Regions from separate parts of the Macaca mulatta genome. Here region 2 is linked to region 1. The links are chromatin contacts, called in public Hi-C maps. All regions are on one chromosome and are shown on one strand. Each heading gives the region's core, a stretch centred on a gene start, on an enhancer-like site or on the middle of the called end of the contact. The rest is flanking DNA. Distances are from core to core; before and after follow the strand shown. Region 1 holds the start of FLVCR2 (FLVCR heme transporter 2). Region 2 holds the start of TTLL5 (tubulin tyrosine ligase like 5).

The links. A called contact is a pair of places that touch in the nucleus more often than the background predicts.
Region 2: a contact with region 1 is called in a Hi-C map of blood, with 6 times the contacts expected there. The contact joins the promoter of TTLL5 here to the promoter of FLVCR2 in region 1. A contact is called at or near these places in 5 of 14 Hi-C or Micro-C datasets (CD4 T cells, blood, cortical neurons and 2 more).

Annotation. Positions count from the first base shown.
Region 1 is chr7:148,785,273-148,788,756 of T2T-MMU8v2.0, reverse strand. FLVCR2 (FLVCR heme transporter 2) reads right to left here and starts at 1,772. Exons shown (of 9, transcript XM_028851701.2): 1 at 669-1,772. The coding sequence starts at 1,319.
Region 2 is chr7:148,868,465-148,872,228 of T2T-MMU8v2.0, reverse strand. TTLL5 (tubulin tyrosine ligase like 5) reads right to left here and starts at 1,656. Exons shown (of 34, transcript XR_013396464.1): 1 at 1,489-1,656. It overlaps ERG28 (ergosterol biosynthesis 28 homolog), which reads left to right and starts at 1,680. Exons shown (of 5, transcript NM_001194135.3): 1 at 1,680-2,089.

The sequences.
Region 1 (3,484 bases), core at 523-3,022:
ATGTGAGCTTCTCCTTCCAATAAGAAGGAAAGAGAAAAAGATTAAGACATGAACTACCCTTTCTAGGCCTTGGAAATTCAGAGTGAGATTTCTACTCCATCCTGCTGGACTTGGCTCCAAATCCCAGGCAAGGAGTTTGGCACAAAGCACTGTTCCCACTGTCCTGGCTTCAGCTGTGTATAAAACAAGGTAAAAACAGTGCCAAACACCACCAGGCATGGCTTTGCAATTCTATGCAGTAGAGGAGATACTGCACTCTAGGAAAGCTGGTTGGTCCAACTGAAAACACTGCCAAGTTCTGATGACACCAGAATAGTCTGATGCCCAGGGGCTGCTGCCAGAGAGCGAAGAGCATTCCTGAAGTTACAGGTCTAAGTTGGTGGACTGACACAGGTTCAGGAATGACACAGCAAAGGTATAGTATGTTCTAGAAGCATGCTTTCGGCTGGGGCAAGAGCAACTGTGATGAAAAGCTGAAAGAGCAGGTCCCCCTGCTTTTGTTTCCCGCCTCTCTTACAGCATCACAATCACTGCCTGTCACACCCAGTCACTGTCACCCAGAGTCACAAACACTGTTGGACAATCAGCAAATTACAGCCTCCCATACCCAATAGTTAGGTGCAATCTAACACACACCCCTGGGAACATTCACAAACTCTTCTACCTACCTGATTGCCAAAGACAGCCACCGAGCAGGCTGTTGAAACCTCATTAGCCCCAAACCAGACAGAAGCGATGCGGGAGGGCATGCCCAGGATGAAAACCTGGGCCACGGAGCAGATGACCTGGCCCACCACAGTGACTGGAAAGAGGTGTGGCTTCAGGCTGCCCAGCTTCACCCAGGCCCCCAGGCAGTTGAGAGCCGAGCCGGTGAGGGCAATGGTGCGGAGGCCGAACTTCTCCAGCAGCCAAGCCACTGGCAGGAGAAGAGGGATGTAGGTCAGCATGTAGCACATGGACAGCCAGTCGATGGCAAAGGCACTGACACCGTAGAAGTGCATGAAGATGTTATTGATGGAGCCGTACTGGATCCACTGAAAGGCGTTGCACATGGAGTAGCAGCTAAACACCAGGACCACGGCCCAACGGCGCCTGCTCACCTTGATCACGCTGAGGTCCTCAGGGCCCGAGCTACTGGGGTGAGCCAAGCCACTGGGTTGGGCTAAGGCACTGGGGTGGGCCGAACTGCTGGGGTGGACAGAGACGCTGGGGTTGATGGAGACGCTGGGATGGACCGAGACGCTGGGGTCCGCTTGGAGTGCGGACTCCGGCGCAGGGGTGTCATCGCGCTCTTCCTGGCTGGGACCTTCATTCACCATGACCACAGTCTCCTCTGGAATCCCGGAGAAGTGGTGAGGACTCCGGCAGTCTTAAGGGATAGTGGCTTCCGCTGGTCTCTTAGAGTTGAAAGAACACTTGCCTATTCCAGAAGAAACAGAGACTCAAGGCTGCGTAAAAGCCTCAAGTGGGGCTTCGTGTGCTCACCCCCAAGCTCCTCCTCCCACTTTTGCTTGGGGCTGTCTGTTCCCACCCGCGGCGATCGTTGTCCCAAGGCCGGCCGCACACGCTGCAGCCGGCTCCGGACCGCTCCTGCCTTGGGTCTCCCCACAAGGCGTTCCTTGTGCAGGAAAAGTTCTCTCCTTGCGCAGCCACTTCGCCCGCAGAGTCCTCTCCGGGGCCAGCTTGGGGCCTCGCCCCGTCGGGCACACGTGACCGCCCCGCCCCCGTCCTGGCTGGTTTCCTCCACCCCCCACAACTCCACCCCCCACCCGGTGTCTCTTGCCTTCTCGAGCCCGGTCCGCCGGGCAGCGCAGTTGTTTCGCCACAGCTTGCGGGATGCATTCCTCCCCCACGCCCCGGGCGCCATGGAAACCGCCCGGTTAACCCCCACCCCTTGCACTGTCCCTCAAATTCATTTGCCACCCGCTGTCAGTGGACCCTGCAAGAATATCCGCCTTTCCGAGGTAATCCGCAAAATAGAGCATCCCCAGTGCCTGTCCGCATGCCCTGCGCGCGTGCACCAAAGCCGGGGGCCACCTAAGTGTCCTGGGGAATTCAAGAGAGATTCCCTAACTTTCTTCCCCTTGGCTTAGGCTCCCAGCCCCTTGCTGAACTAAAGAAAGATTTGTAGATTCCCGGGCTGGTTGCGCTTCTGGGTTAAAGGGCAGTTGCAGAAAACTCGCTTTACTCGCTTCTTTCCCTGCGGACGTGGTTTTGTCTTGGGGAGGTTACATTTGAACCTGTTATGTGGGGCTATTATTTCCTGATGGATTCTGGGCGAAGACCCTAGGGTGGCGGGGAGGGAAAGGGGAGTTTGAAGAAGCTGTCCGCGGTTGTGTGATGGAACGCTTAGCGCAGAGCTGGCTCCGGGCTTGGTCTTGGAAGCGGTCTTTGACCTCAAGCAGCGCTAGTCTGCCACCTGCCGGTCCCAGCCCATTTCAAAGGGCAAACCCTCGACTCGCTGCACTGATCCTATTCTTGGCGAGGGATCCTGGTAAGGAGCCCAAATTCTCCCTGAGTTCAAACAGCAGCTTAGCTACAACGAGGTGTCACTGTAGATCAAGGAACTCCACCTCTCTGTGCTTCAGTTTCTTCATCTGTAAATGGGAATGATGAAATAATAGTACCTACCTCACCGTGTTGTTTTGAGACTTGAATGAGTTAATACATGAACACATTTAGAAAATTCCTGCCACATAGTAAGCATTCCGTGAGTGCTGGCTATCCTAGCAAAAAGCTAACATTTGTTGTACAGTGCTAAACAAATTGAATGCACTATCTCATTTATGCATCACAAGAATTCTGTGATAAAGTTGCTATTGCTGGCCTGCATTTTATAGATAAGAAAACCGAGACTCCAAGAAGTGAAATAACTTCTTCCTGAAGGTCCCAGCTGGTAAGAAGAGCCATAATTCTCATTCAAGTCTATAATCATTCAAGCTGTAGCCTAGCTATTCAGGCACGGTCTGTGGATAGCAGTGTGGGCACCCTGTGGGAGCTTTTTAGAAGGGCAGAATCCCCTCCAGTGTTAAGGTCTTAAAAAACAAAACAACAACAAAAGAACCAAGAAGGATGCCAGGCCCAACCTAGACCCACTGAATTGAAAGCTGCATTTTAACAAGACGCCCAGGAGATTCATTTGTTTGCAGTGAATTTTGAGGGCTACTGGGCATCACTGCTTCCTTTTTTTTTTTTTTTTTTTTCTTTGTTAAACTTCAGACCAGAAAATGAGTAACTTGAAGCTCTGGGAGGTGGCTCTGCATTTTGTCTGCACATTAGAATCATATGAAGAAACTCTTAATATTCCAAGTGTTTGGGCAACACCCCCGATAGAGATCTCCGAGGGTGGACCTGAACATCTGCATGTCTTAAGCTCCACCGACCTGAACATCTGCATGTCTCAAGCTCCACCGACCTGAACATCTGCATGTCTCAAGCTCCACCGACCTGAACATCTGCATGTCTCAAGCTCCACCGACCTGAA
Region 2 (3,764 bases), core at 407-2,906, 84 kb before region 1:
AGTGCCTCGATATGCCACAAAAGTCAAGATTTTTTTCAAACATACTGTCTGTGCTCTATATATTTGAAGAGCTGTTACTAAGTTTGAGTTTCTCATTATTTACTAAATCGAATATGCACCAAAAGGATAGACTCTTCACTTTCAGGGCAGTCTGAGGCAGGTGACTGATTCCCTAAAACATATATTCCTTGCTAGACAAACCTGGCCTGGGTTAAAAATAAATAAATAAAAACTCAAGGTTTAAGACCCTTGCAGGTCGGGCAGGGTGGATCACACCTGTAATCCCAGCACTTTGGGAGGCCAAGGCGGGCGGATCACCTCAGGTTGGGAGTTCGAGACCGGCCTGACCAACATGGAGAAACCCCATCTTTACTAAAAAAAAAAAAAAAAAAAATTAGCCAGGTGTGTTGGCTCATTCCTGTAATCCCAGATACTCGGGAGGCTTAGGCAGGAGAATCGCTTGAACCCGGGAGGCGGAGGTTGCAGTAAGCCAAGATCGCGCCATTGCACTCCAGCCTGGGCAACAAGAGCGAAAACTCCGTCTCAAAAAAAAAAAAAAACCTTGAAAATATTTATTTAGACTCTATGACAAGCACTCTGACAAGATGCCATCATGTTTCCCGTAAAATAAATTCAACAATGAACCGAAAGATGAATATATTCTCTTGAATCAAAGGTCCATATAAATGGTTGGGGGGGAGGGGGGAATGCCCTTCCACTCTTAAAAATTATTCTTCCTTACTAAAAATCACAAACTTTGATATGACTCTCAAATAGACAATAAAATTGGAAAATTTCCAACACTGCATTTCTAACTTAAAATATTTTTTCCAAAGTAAAAAGTACATGGTCGTTTTGTGTGTCAGAAGAAGAAATAGGAACTACAAATAAAGAAAAGGAATATGTTTAAATGACCATAATCCCATTACTCAGCGATAATTACTTGCTGTCAATCCTTCTTAACTTTTCCATACATTCATAAATACGATGAGACTGTAAATCAGACAAAAAACAAAAAAACCGACCCCGATAATGATCTTCGGCGCAATGGGCAATGTCTAACGACTTCAATGGCTTTCTTCAGGGGATTCTCAAGGGGGATTTCTTGATCTTTCCCAAAATGTTGGGAAGTCCTTTAAGTTTAAACAAAACCTCTAAACGGGAAGGGATGCCAACCTTTCCTAGGCTGCCTGCAGAGCGGGGAGAAACAGGTCGATCGGAAGATTAAAGACATTCGCCTAAGAACACTCCTCGCCCTAAAGGAATCTGCTTCTCAGCCCCAACCCCAGCTCACCCCAATTCCACGGAGGTCCGCAGATGCTCCCCCCGGAAAGGACAGGACCACTCGGCTGCCGCGAATCAACGCGGCGCGCCCGGAAGCCAACAGCTACTCCCCGGCTCTGAGCGGGAAGTGCGGCGGCCAGCTGCAGCCTGGACCCGGGAACGCTCCTCCCTAGGGTAGGGATGCGCGCTGGCGCAGGCTTTTACCTGTCTCATCTTCCCATGGTTCGGGGCGAGTAGGCGTGGACCGCGCTCTGCGCCTACCTCCCTCTTCCTTCCCCAGCAAGGCTCAGGGCAGCCGCCGACGGCGCTTCCCCGGTTACTACAACAACCAACAAGCAACCGCCCGCTGGGAGCCACTGCGCAGGCGCTGATAACGCTCAGCTGCGGACGCGGGCGAATGTCGTCACCGCCGCGAAGCGCGGGCGCAGAGCCCTGCCCTCAGCAGAAAGTCTTTTTTTTTTTTTTCCGCTGTTTTTTTCTCCGCCCCTAAGAGGTTGACTCCAAACCCGGAGTTCCGCTAGGTCCAACAGGAGGGTTTACGGCGTGAGCGGCGTACCTGGGGAGAGGCTTAGGCAGCGGCAACCGCTGATTGGCAGTAAAGGGGTTCACTCCCCATCTCCTGCTCGGGCAAAACCAGGACAGCCAATCAGAGAGAGGACTAAAGGAAACGACCCAATCCTGGAGCAGGGCTGAGGGAGGGGGTGGGGACAAATGGCTCAGGTGGACTCCGGGCTGGAGCTGTCCTGGGGGAGCTTGTTTGCGGCGGCTGCTGCTGCCACTGCTGTGCTGGGGGTCCGGTCGCCAGGTAAGGAGAATATGGGGGAGAAGAGGGATGTAGGTGTCTGTGTTGCTTCTGATTGAGAGGATCGGAGAATCTGGAAAAATAGAGGTGAGATGGAAGGAAGATACCTGGAAGGCAACCTTTTGGGGGGAAAAGGGTTCGAGAGGCGATGACAAGGGGGAGCTAGGAAGATGGAGAAGGCTGGTGAATTCAAGGAAAGAAGGAATGGATGAGCGAATGAGCAGCCACTATAAGCCTAGCACTGTACAAAGAGCCTTCACTTTTTCTCATATGATTCTTACAATAACCCTTCGGGTTGATATTTCTATCTCCATTTTGCAGATGAGGAAACCGAGACTGAAAAGTGTAAATGACTTGCCCAGGGTCACACAGCTACTAAGTGGTAGGGCCAAGATAAGAATCCCTCTCTCCTGATTAAGTTTTAACAGCACACCTATGCTGGGCTGGGCTGGGTTGGGCTTGGCTGGGCTGGGCCAGGGCCAGGACAAAATTTGGAAATAGATGTTATATACACTCTAGGAGGCCCTAAAGCTTTAGGGAAATTAGGTTGAGAAATTGGCAGAGCAATTCAGAAGTACTCAGGTTCTGTCCTCATCAGCTATCTGTTGGGATTCCTAAGAGCTTCTGTGAAATGGAAGGCGTACTTGTGCAGAAAAGTGGAGAGGTGCATTCATGCAGCTTTTCTAAACCCCGGAGGAGTCTCCTCTTGAGAGAGGGTGAGAAAATAAAGAGGATAGGTGGATCTTGGCCCAAGTGATAATGGCCTATGATATCCAGTAGACTCTCAGTCTCTGACAGAGACCACCTTTGTGATCAGCTCTCCCTGAAGGGTTCATCAATTCACCCTTCCTTCTCTAGATCTCTTTATTGCTTTTTTTTTTGGGGGGGGGAGGGTGTTTCACACTGTCTTGGACCATTGCTGACTTTAATATCTATCTCACTGGGTAGCATAGAACAATACCGAAATTTATATTGCCAAAGTGACAAAGAAAGCCTGTTAGTTTATTACCACTTCAGGCCCAAGAGGTTAACCTGACAACAGATAAACCATAGACTGAGAAAATAGTGATGAGGATGGGAAAAAGCCATTCCATTATTAGATTATTTATCTATTTTGGTTTTATTTAAATCAGACTAACTGAAATTACTACTCAACAAGAGTTGATCTAAGCCTTAAAAAAATAAAAGTCTGGGTGCTGTAGCTCACACCTGTAATCCCAGCACTTTGGGAGGCGAGGCCAAGGTGAGTGGATCACTTGAGCCCAAGTGGAGAGGTTGAGGTGGGAAGATCACTTAAGCCTTTGATTTCGAGGCTGCAATGAGCCATGACCACGCCACTGCACTCCAGCCTGTGTGACAGAGCAAGACCCTGTCTCAAAATAATAATAATAATAATAAATTAAAAAATAAAAAGTATGTAATCTAATTGTATTTTCTATACAACTTGAAGACAGAAGAGGATATGGTATGCTTTTCTTAATCAAAAAATGGGAACTTCATTAAAGTAGTCTCAAACAGTGAGGTAGCACTGCAGCAGTCCAACAGACCATGATTCTTATCTCAGCTCTGCTGACTTTGCTGTGTGACCTTAAGAAACTTGTTTAACCTCTCCGTTCCAACCCTCATCTATAAGATGGAAATATTAATAGTGCCTGCCTACCTCATTGTGAAGATTAAA